Regions from separate parts of the Hordeum vulgare genome. Here region 2 is linked to region 1. The links are chromatin contacts, called in public Hi-C maps. All regions are on one chromosome and are shown on one strand. The core of a region is the stretch at or near the end of the contact, and the rest is flanking DNA. Distances in the headings are between cores, read along the strand shown.

The links. Hi-C and Micro-C count contacts between places; a contact is called where the count stands out from the background.
Region 2: a Hi-C map of leaf shows a contact between it and region 1, with 5 times the contacts expected there. The contact joins the promoter of LOC123428213 here to the enhancer-like site in region 1. A contact is called at or near these places in 2 of 6 Hi-C or Micro-C datasets (both in leaf).

What each region holds. Positions count from the first base shown.
Region 1 is chr2H:639,548,513-639,554,042 of MorexV3_pseudomolecules_assembly, forward strand. No RefSeq gene overlaps it. Among protein-coding and RNA genes, the nearest start is that of LOC123431106, 6.4 kb to the right of the region's middle. Within about 2 kb of position 2,374, at least 2 of the 3 cell types and tissues checked have open chromatin away from gene starts, as enhancers often do. A contact at or near this core is called in leaf, where this site is marked.
Region 2 is chr2H:639,824,413-639,830,373 of MorexV3_pseudomolecules_assembly, forward strand. It overlaps LOC123428213 (pentatricopeptide repeat-containing protein At1g10270-like), which reads right to left and starts at 4,375. Exons shown (of 2, transcript XM_045112397.1): 1 at 1,280-4,375; 2 at 781-1,141. The coding sequence starts at 4,351. The coding sequence ends at 1,331.

The DNA of each region.
Region 1 (5,530 bases), core at 1,124-3,623:
AAATATGAAGGATTGTTTGGATGCGTTTACAAACATGCGTACGCGGACGAGCCGGATTTGTGCAGTCCATTGGACAAGCAAATTTCAGTCAACTTAAACACTTTGGGCGATATAAAATTACAAATTATACCCACGGTGACCTGTGCATGGCCGGAGCGTTGTCCTGAATGGTTGGGGTCACATGGGCGATCTCGCTAGCCAGTAGCCCGCCTTTCCCCTTGTGTCTTCAACGTGACATGCCCCGGCTGGCATGTGTGGATGCCACGAGGGTTCGCCATTTCAGCATGTGTGGCACGGGTTGCAACTTGCAAGGAGATGTATCTGGTGTGCGTGTGTGTGTACTGTGCCGTGGACCGGAGGCAGACGAGTCAGCTTCATAGCCATGCGGTCGCCGCGGAAGGATGCACGTGAATGTCCATGTTTGACCATTCTTCCCGCCCTCTGTTCTCTCTATTGCTCTGTTTTCTCCACTCTTATTCGTGTTATTCTTTTTTTCCTTTCTGTACTCCCTAAGTCTCATTTGTTGTAAGATCATCTCCAACGTACGCGCGGCAGTGCCGTGTTTTAAATTTTATTTACAGCGTCGAAATAGCAATAGCATGACACGTTAAGACTTTTTTGTTCAACAGTGCATAAAAACACGGCGCCCTATTCGACGGCCCCACTTACAGCGTTTAGCGCGTGCAATCCGACACCCCAATAATTCAGCTCGGAAGCCAGCGTGCTCAAAATTTACAGCGCTTGCACTTGTGCGTGTTCTATTTAGAGTTTCTACTGAAACACGTTTTCTGTATCCGACGTCTAAAAAACGAACGCGTGAAGCAGTTTTTAGGCGCCTGATGACAATGCTCTGAGATAGATCATTGATCTCTCCATGACTTCATCTTAGTAAGCAGGCAATGGCACTTTGTAACTACTAGTTTAGTTGCACTTTATAACTACACTACTCCCTCTGATTCAAATAAGGCGCAATCTGACCATGGCATTTATTTTGAATCGGAAGGAGTAGTAATATATAGTTGTTTTTGTCTTTTCAGCGACAGTCTGAATATTGTGATTTCTGAATATGGTGGATGTTTCCATTTTCTGGCTATAAATGAGAGTGACCCGTCGTGCCATGCATGTGGCGGCTGCATTTCACGGCGACTGTTTGTGCCGCGAGTTTGTGCAGTTCTCCATTGAGCACTGCCCTCGTGAAGACAACCATGTTAGCTCATGAAGTTGCTAGGTTGCCTACATGATGGATGAAACACCCAATACTAGCCAATACTACCATTTTCCTTCAAATAGATGATGCAACTACCACTGAACGCTAATCAAGAGGTATGGTGTCAAAAAAACACGCGAGCTTCGCCGCACATCCAATTGATTGTTTTTCTGTCCTTTTGGTTTTCTCGAGCATCCATGTTTTCTTCACTGCGTATATAGTTGGTTAAACAGAGAAGGAACCAATCTGACAGTATTCAGAAAAGCAAACACTTGATCGGTACAAAGTTAACAAACATGTTCATCAAGTTACTGCTTTATTAGCCTTACAACTTACACTCAACAGGTTCGCAGAAGATAATGGAGTTCAGATAGCAACACCCACACAACTCGATCATGGAGTTCAGATAGCAACACACAGTCGTAAGGACGTGACAAACTGAAACATTTCTGGAATGAACACACACACACACACACACACACACACACACACACCAGTTTTATTATCTGAAGTGTTGAACACGCCTGGCGGCACACCATATTAAGGCTATCAGAACCACACGGCCATGTCTACGTCTGAAAACTGTTAGCAGAGGCCGCAAGGTTGCTCTACATCACTACATGCCGTCAAGGTTCACCTGGGCGCCTGAGCCCCCCGACACCGGGAGATTCCTGGACCTGATCTCGACCACTTCCTCGGTCTGAAACTTCTCCACAAATGCCAACTTGCCGGGCTTCTGTGCATCTGCAAGACGGAAAAGCACGCACGCCCATAGCAAGTCATTAGCAACGACGGAGCACAATATAATGTTGACTGCAACATGAGCAAAGCCGCTGTTTTCAGAGCGGCGTGCGTACCCTCGCCGTCGTCGGGGCGGGCGCTGTAGCCGGTGACGCGCTCGACGAGGTCGTAGAACACGTCCAGGAGCTGGGAGGCGAAGCTGGCCATGGGAGCTGTTGCTGGGTAATTCGTCAGCTACTCGAGCAGTGCTAGATGCTAACGCCTTCGGCTACGGCTAGTACTCCCTGCTTGTTGCTTTCTCTGCTTACTTGCTTTGACTGGTGAGTGTGAGTGTGAGTGCTATCGCCATCGCCGGGGCGAGGTATTTATGCACGGCGACGGCGAGTGTGAGTGTCACCAACCGACCACGCGCACGCGCTTCTCAGACAAGGCCCACGCGGCGCGCGTGCGAGCTGGGACGTAGAGGAGGTTCAGATTCCCTTGCGTTATCGGACAGAGAGAATCAGAATTTCTCGGCATCTGGCCCGGCCATCGCGCGTGTGTGTGTATCTATCTCTGGTGCACATTCCCGATCGCATTCTTTTAGGGTTATTATTCTCCCAGGAGGCTGTACCAAAGGCTTGAACAGTATGGCAATTTTCTATTCCAATATACAGTATTTCCTTCACTCTTTTTGAACCAAAGGGGGCCTGATACTACAATCAAGGTGACTATTCAATAGCAAATTGCATCGTCAACTTGGAGTGTAGAATGTGCATATGCATGGCAATCTGTGCGGATTGTTAGATCTCCCAAATCGCCGGGGTCACATGAGCAGTTTTGTGACCGAGCACCCTTTCCTCTTCATTTCCTTCGAGTCGCGCGGGGATAAAAAAAATGAGTCAAGCATGTGAACCTAACACGAGGGGTGCGTGGGTGGGCGTGTGGGGCTACAACTGAACCCTGAGGACATGTACAATGGTTAATAAGATGATTTAATTTTAAATCTTGTATGTAATTTAGAGATGACAAAAAATATATCTTATAATGAGTTACCTCTTAGCCTTATCCTCAATTACTAGCTATTCCTAAAAATATGGTGAGACATATTATGATAAGAGGTCATCTTTTGTTTTCTCTTAAATAAGAGAAGACAAATCTTTTCTTATGAGTTCTCTTTCCTTCACCTCATCATTTATCCTACACGACACTCCTAAGATATCATCATTGTACATGTCCTGACCCGACTCTAACTTCCGAACAAGCTGTCAATTCAATGTGTGCACGAAAAAAAGTCACCTAACCTATTTTTTCATAGCCGGTCCAAACGTATGTACTGACCTATACTCTTCATATCCGATCAAATCTGAGATAAATATGGAAACATCCTCACGCGCTCGCCCCATCGGACTGATCGTTGGGGTCCGCGCTAATTCACGCATATCCGTCTCCCCTTTTCTTGCGCGATTAGCACTATTCTCTTCTCTGTTTTCCCTGCTCAACACAGCCGGGGACGGGCTTTCGCCGGTATCAGTGCTCTGCCGCCATTTCCATTCAGGGCTTCGCCATCGGTCGCTCTAACGCACAATGTCGTCGACCAGGCCTTCACCGGACAAGGTTGCGTCCATCAGACACCGTCCCGGTACATCAAACTCCCTCATATTTTCACCCTACACTCTACGTGTTTGATGAAATGTCCAAGACAATTTTTGATTCTTTCCGTCATTAATTACTTCTAGGTCACTAATGGATTCGGCATGGCTATGGAAACGATGATGTTGAAAAATTCATATTCAACGAGTTCATCACTCCGTTAGACTCGAAAGAGGAGGCTGCCAAAATATAATGATGATGAGCATCCAAGAGGAGTTTAGGAAGGTAGAGGAGCATGTCCTAAACTTCAAGAGTTCCATCAAGGATCGGAGATTGATTCTATGTCATACGGTTTCCGGTGCATGCTTTCTGTACACAGATTACTTCACAGCTATCCCAATATTCCATGAAACTTCCTATCGTGGTTGCTACGTATGAGCAGAAACTTTTTCTTGCGGGAAGTGGAAGGCATGCAGAAATATGATGGTAACTTCAAAATGAGGAAGGATTGTTGTGGATAACTTCTCTGCTCTCGTCTCCAGAAATGCACTGATGCTCTCAGGGTGCTTTCTTATGCTAAACAAGATGCCGAGAGACCACAATCTTGCACACCATGGTGCAATTTGCAGGCATTGTTGTGGAGGTGTTCGGACCAAAGTACCCGAGAGAGCCAACTATGGAGGACAGAGAAAAAAGGTTGGCAATTGGAAGAACAAGAGGATCCCCCTGTATACTAGGTTGAGGTGATTGCATGCACTCACAGTGTAAGAACTACCCAAAAGGTTTGCTTGGGCAATACCAAGGTGACAACAAAGCAATCACCATCATACCTGAAGCAGTGGCAACTTCTTTCACACACGAGATTCATGTAATGACGTCAATGTACTCCAACGATCTCCTTTCTTCAAGAGACTCTGTGATAGGGAAGCTCCACTGTGCAACTATAGCGCCAACCGACACAACTACAACATGTGATACTACCTTGCCGATGGTATCTATTCTCAGTGGACCGCATTTGTGAAGACCATATCTAATCCCAATGGCAACAAATAAACCGCTTTACAACAATGCAAGAGGCAACTAGAAAGGATCTGCAGAGGGCATTTGGAGTGCTCCAAGATCATTGGGGTATTATTCGTGGAGATTCGATGATGTGGGAACCAGAGACACTTTGACAGCTCATGACATGTTGTGTAATTTTACACAACAAGATTGTTGAGCATGCGGGTGAAGGGGAAGCGCGCACACGTGATTTTGAGAAGCCTGGTGTTCAGGTCCTCCTCCCGGAGCAAGGGGCAGAGAGCATTACCAACTTTCTGAAGATGCGTCGACAAATGTGAGGTCGACATGTGCATATGCAACTTCCGGATCATCTTGTCGAGAATATGTGGACACACAATGAAAATCAGTAAACTTCTCTTTAGTTTTAGCAATCATGCACTATGAACAATATTTGCGTTTGAATTATATTGGATTAGGTACTATTAAGTACGAACTATTTGTATTTGTGTGGACTAAACTGTGTATGTCCAAAATGATCGAGGTGCATGTGTTTGCATGGATTTCGTGTTTTAAAATAGGGACCGTGGTTGCAAATGTCAAGATTTTATGTCTGCCGGGTTGCTGTCCATGGACACGTACGGGTGTGTCCGCAGGCCTATGGGGGCTCGGATTAGCTTTCTGTGCGTGTAGATACTCCGAGTAGGTAGTGTCATTATTAGCTGGCTTGTAGCCTAGAGATAACCAACAAAGAAAATGGACTTATCTCTAAAATTTAAAATAGACTGAAACCTAAACTCTCATCTGTATCTCTCTGCTATCCCTCAGTTTTAGAATAGGTTGCATCTGCAAACAACCATGGTTGACTGTATCCCATAAGAACTTAATGATGGACTTCATTGATAATTCCATCATTTGAGCGTGCGAATGTTATCATGGTGGTTGTGGATAGATTCTCCAAGTATATATGCTAACTTCATTGCTCTCAACCATACTTTCACAACTCCTCAA
Region 2 (5,961 bases), core at 3,125-5,624, 280 kb after region 1:
ACCCTTGCTGTACGACACTTATTATGTAAGCAAATCATCGTTACCAACGAAGAGCTTCAGCACCCTTGTTGTACGACACTTATTATGTAAGCAAATCATCAGGCAAACAACGTGAGCCCTTCTTCTGTTTTCCTACCTTCCTAGTACATACTCTTTTACAAGGATAAACAAATAAACAATGGAATTAAAGATGCATTGCGCTACTCTACATGTAAAATTTATTATATATAACTTGTATGAAACTGAACCCCCAACATCCAACAACACATGTCTTCCTTTTCTTTTCTTTCACAAACAAATACTCTACTTACTTGGATATCATCATTGTTTATGCAAAGAAAAAGAATCATTTTTAAAAAGGGCAGGGAGATTATTTTACTACTTTTGCTGCTATGATGCAACGAGCAGGTGCCAGGCTAGCACACCAAGCGCAGACGGGCAATGCAAACTCCTCTCCTGCATCGCCAATTATTATCAAAGTGGAAAGGATATGTGTAGCAGCTAGGGAGGAGAAGGGGCTGTACATACATACTTTGGCCCTGTTCGGAATCTCTCCACTCCGCTCCAATATTTCTGACTCCGCAGAGCTCAGTTTTAGCCGCTCTGTGAAAATAAGCTGCAGCCAGGTCCGCTCCAGGAGCGTAGAGGAACCGAACAGGGCCTTTGTGAGGACCTGACCTGCTGCATTTTTTGCCATCCAATTGGACTTCATGATGATTGATGATATCAGTTAGTACAGCAGGATAATAAGTAACAAGAAATGCAAGCACAATCTCTTAGTTACTGATGAATCCGTCTGATTAAGATAAACAAAATTTGCTCTTACTGAGTTGTTCATTACATTTCCATAAATCATTCCACTAAATAAAGGGCACTAGGATGAGCGATTAATTCTGTTGCCCTCCAATCCTATTCGAGTACATCAACACATAGTAGATGTGAATTATCATGCCCAATTATTACAAGACTATACTATACCAATGTTAGCCAAATGTAACTGAGGCAAATAATGGTACCAAAAATTACTACAGCCAAACCCATTTAATCGCCTAGCTCCGGCTGTTCTTGATCGACTAACAGCATTTGCATCCATGCAGCACCTTGTTCCAAACAAAGACTGACAGAATTGTTTCACAAAGCCCTGCAAGCAGCACACCATGAATATCATCATTTGGGGCTACAAACAAATTAAAACAGAAGCACAACGACAAAAATAAGGGGGGCTGGCATCGTGGAATGAAATGGAATGAGCACTGTCTAACAGGACTACATGCAGTACCTGCTCCTCAACTTCGGCCATGTATGATTTGGAGGACAAGGTTGCCAAATTTTAGAATCGCTCAGCGTACTTGACAGCCACTTCATCTGATGCCTGAGTACCAAAGTCCTCTTGAGGTGACTGGGTGCTAAATTTTATTCCACCCGATCCAAACTGATCATGTTGGTTTCCAATGTGGCCATTGTTTGGCAGGCTCTGAGCAATGCCAGAACCTGGCTGAGTTTCAACCTTTTGTCCGCCCTGAGGAAGAGATCCAAACTGATCATGCTGATTTTTTATATGGCCATGGCTTGGTAGACTCCGATTACTGCCAACGCCAGATTGTGGTGCTTCAGGAAGACTAAAAGGAGGACGTGATGGCTGAGGTGCACCATACCCAGGCTGCCGTGCTTGATAAGAGCCATACCCTGTCTGTTCCGCTTGGTGAGCGCCATACCTTGGCTGTTGCGCTTGGTAGCTATACGCAGGCTGTTGCGCTTGATGAGATCCATACCCTGGCTGCTGTGCTTGGTGAGATCCATACCCTGGCTGCTGCGCTTGGTGAGAGACATACCCTGGCTGCTGCCCTTGGTGAGAGACATACCCTTGCTGCTGCACTTGCTGAGAGCCATACCCTGGTTGCTGCGCTTGCTGAGAGCCATATCTGGGCTGCTGCGCTTGCTGAGAGCCATATCCCGGTTGTTGCACTTGCTGAGAGCCATATCCTAGCTGTTGCACTTGCTGAGAGCCATACCTGGGCTGCTGCGCTTGGTGAGAGCCATACCCTGGCTGCTGCGCTTGGTGAGAGCCATACCCTGGCTGCTGCGCTTGGTGAGAGCCATATCCGGGCTGCAGTGTTTGGTGAGAGCCATACCCTGGCTGCTGCGCTTGCTGAGAGCCATACCCGGGCTGCTGCCCTTGCTGAGAGCCATAGCCTGTCTGCCATGGACGAGGTGTGCCAAACCCAGCATGTTGAGTCTGATGAGCGACATGTGTTGATTGTTGCGGTTGAGGAGTACCAAATCCAGACTGCACCGGTGAATCCGAGCTAAATTTAGGTTGTTGCACTTGAGAAGCACCAGCTGCTTGCTGCCAAGGGCGAGAGGTACCAAACTCCGGCGATTGACCTTGAGGCTGGGACGTCCCAGGTGGTGTTCCATGAGGGGAAGGAAGCCCATATTCTGATGTATTAGGAGCACCAACTTCTGTTTTCTGAACTTGCTGGTTTCCAAACACAGTCTGACGGGGTTCGGAAGACATCCCCTCAGGTCGCAGGATTTGAGGTACAGCATTGCCATGATGAAATGGTTGAGGAGAACCATAGCCCGGCTTGCCTTGGTTAGGTGCGTAGCTACCCGGCGTCTGATTAGATGCAAATCCAGGTACACTCCGAGGGCGATACTCTGGCCTTGGCGGAGGAGGTGGTGGCACTGGCTTTTCTTCAAAAGCTTGCTCGATCTCTTCCTGGCGATCAGCAGTCCTGAAAATCTCAACAATACACTCACGGAACTCAGGAGGAGCGGCAACACCTCCTCTGGCCATGTCCCTCACCAGGTCTCGCGCTCTATCCAATTCCCCTTCCTTACAGGACGCCTTAACCAGGATCTCAAAGGTGCCCGTGGATGGCTTAATCTCCTTGTCAGACATCCTTCCATACACCTTCAAGGCATCATCAATCCGGCCAGCTTCTGTAAGCCCTTGAAACATCCGATTGAAGAAAGCGATGTTGAACTTTGGCCCATGCTCCCTCCCGTCCGCCATTTTGTGGAAATACTGCATGGTGTCATCCACACGGCCATCCTTGAAGCACGAGTCGACGAGGTAAGTGTAGGTGTAAACGTCTGGAAGCACTGACTTGCTCTCCATCTCCTGGAAGAGCTGCTCCGCCTCTGCTAGCATCCCGTTCTCGCAGAGCTTCCCGATGATGTTGTTGAAGCAGGCGACGTCCATCTGCACATTCTTCGTCGGCTGCCTGTGGAACACCTCGATGGCGTCCTGGAACCTGCCCTCCTTGAAGCACTGGTTGACCATGACAGTGTAGGACTCGCTGTTGACGCCAATGAAGCTCGGCGGGCTATGGTTGTCGATCATGGTCTCCCACAGGTCGTGCGCCTCCTTGTGCTTGTCGTGGCTGAAGAGTGTCTGGAGCAGCACGTTGCAGGTGGCCGGCGTCATCTTGAACTTCCTGTCCAGAAGGGAGCTGTAGCTGTCCATGGCCTCCTTGTCCATGCCTTTCTTCCAGTAGCCCTCCATGAAGCTGGTGTGCACGACGCCGTCGTAGACGGTGGCCTTCTCCCGGAGCTCATCGAAGAGCTCGAAGGCCTTGTCCCAGTCGTCCAGGGCGACGTAGCCGTCGATGAGGTTCTTGTAGACGATGGAGTCGGCGCCCTGGCCGCGGTTGAGCATGTCACGGAGGAGGTCGAGGGCGTCCTGGACGCGGCCGGCGGCGACGAGGCCCTTGGTGAGGTGGCGGTAGGAGACCGAGGAGGGGGAGAAGGAGGTGACGCCGTCGAGCATCTCCTGGTATGCCTGGAGCGCGTCGTCGACGCGGGCGGCGTCGCAGTGGGCGAGGATAAGGGTGTTGTAGGAGACGACGTTGGGGACGATGTTGGAGCGGCGGAAGAAGAAGGCGAAGAGGGCGACGGCGTCGTCGGGCCGGCCGGCGCGGACCATGGAGGCGGCGACCGCGTTGCAGGTGAAGACGGTGGGGCGGACGCGCGAGGAGACGGCCGCGCGGGAGGCGGCGGCGGCCCCGTCGAGGTCGCCGGACCGGATGAGGGCCTGGACGCGGTTGTGGAGGCTGAGGCGCGGGCCGACCAGGGAGGAGGTGGTGTCGGGGAGGCGGGGCGCGTTGGGGTCGCGCGGGGGCGGCGGGGTGGAGGGGTCGCGGCGGAGGGCGTGCAGCGGCGGCTCGATGCGGAGGCGGCGCTTGCGGCGGCGGCGCTCGGCCGCGGCCTCCTCCGCGGAGGAGAAGGCGAAGTGGCGGGCGAGAGGGAACAGAGGGGCGGGCTGGGGGTGCGGGGCGAGGTGGGATTGGGAGATGGAGATGGAGAAGCGGCGGAGGAGGAGCAGACGGCGGTAGGGCGCCGCCATGGTCACTTCCGGCGGCGGCTCGGGGAGGGGAGGGGAGAGGGGAGGGGAGGGGCGGGGTAGGATTTGTGTGTCAACACTCAACAGTCGACAGTACCACATGGGCTCAGTTTAGCTTGGTCGGATTTGGGCTCTCTCTCCCCCCTTGGGCTTCTGTTTCACTCTCAACGCGAATGCTCCAAACCCAACCTTTTTTTTTCTCCTGGCCCTTTCTCTTTTTTCTGTTTTCATTTCTTCACCATTTATTATTTATTACCGCTAAAAAAACATTTACTATTTTTTTGGGACATTAAAACTGATCCTAAAGCGATCCTTCTTAGCGATTTGTATTTTTGACCGTCCGTTTTTTTGATATGTGTGTTTCTCGTCGTTAGATTTGCTGTCCTAAGGGGTTGCTGCTCCAGGAGAAAAAACGGAGCCCTCTCTTTACATGGGCCTTTTGCCCGACCCACAAAGCTTGAGAAAGAACGCCCGATCGATTGTTGTCCAGCCGGAAAAGTGCCTCACAAACCCTAGCAGATGAGGCGTCCAGATGTACCAGATGGAATGGCCATGGTGCATGGTGTGGCGACGGCACCACCTCACCTTTGATCCTCGTGCGCAAAAGCACCTACCACGATCCACCAGATCGCTCGGTGCGATGCCGCCTCTCCTTCGACCCCGACCTTGTGTGGCCACGCCTACGACTCATCAGCTTGCCGCCATGTGGTGTCGCCTCTCCTTCAATCTTTGATGTCGCACGCGCCTACTGCAACTTGTTGATACATTCATTCTGGTCACTCGTTTTCACCCACATACACACCGTCTTGAATAGCGATTGGTACTTCATTCGGTGTAACGTAGACCACATACACAAAGACAATGCGTACAACGATAAATAACATGCTCAGAAAAAGAGATGGTGTCATTGAAAACACAATTATTTTCACAAAGCCAAAGCGATCATAATAATGCAAATGCTCCCACACGAATTAGCGTACTAAACGTATTTGGTATTCCGTCAAGGCAGTAAGCATAGATATTGGCAACACTTCGACGGATATAGATTGGACGCTATTTAAATTTCGGACCATGTCGAATACGCAAGCTTGCATTAAAGGAATAGGTGTTTGATTGTCTCGTCACAAGTATAAAATCTACACTTCTTGCTTCCTTTCCAGTTGCGCCGAACGAGATTGTCTTTAGTTAGCACAATCCCTCTTCGAAGATATCGCATGAAAATCTCAACTTCTAGTGACATCCTCGATCTTCATAGTAGTTTATTATCATCCACTAGAATCTCTAGGTGCGAGAATTCACTATACATAGAGTCCATTGTGAATGAGCCACATGTAGTTAGACTCTAGTAAAACACATTCCACCATTGTGTCAAGTTAATCAACTCTATTTCGACAACAAATAATTTAGGAGAGAGGAAGTACAAATTACCTTTTTAAAAGGGTAATAAATAACTGCATGATGAAGGTGCGCGTCACCATCTAGTACAGCGGGGCCGGGTGGAAAACAATGATCCAAGTAGTTGAATCGTGTCGGAGTGTGGCCATTTTGAACCCATGAGCATAGGAGTCCGCTTTCTAAAAATGCATTTTAAACACGTTCTAGAACATAAAAAA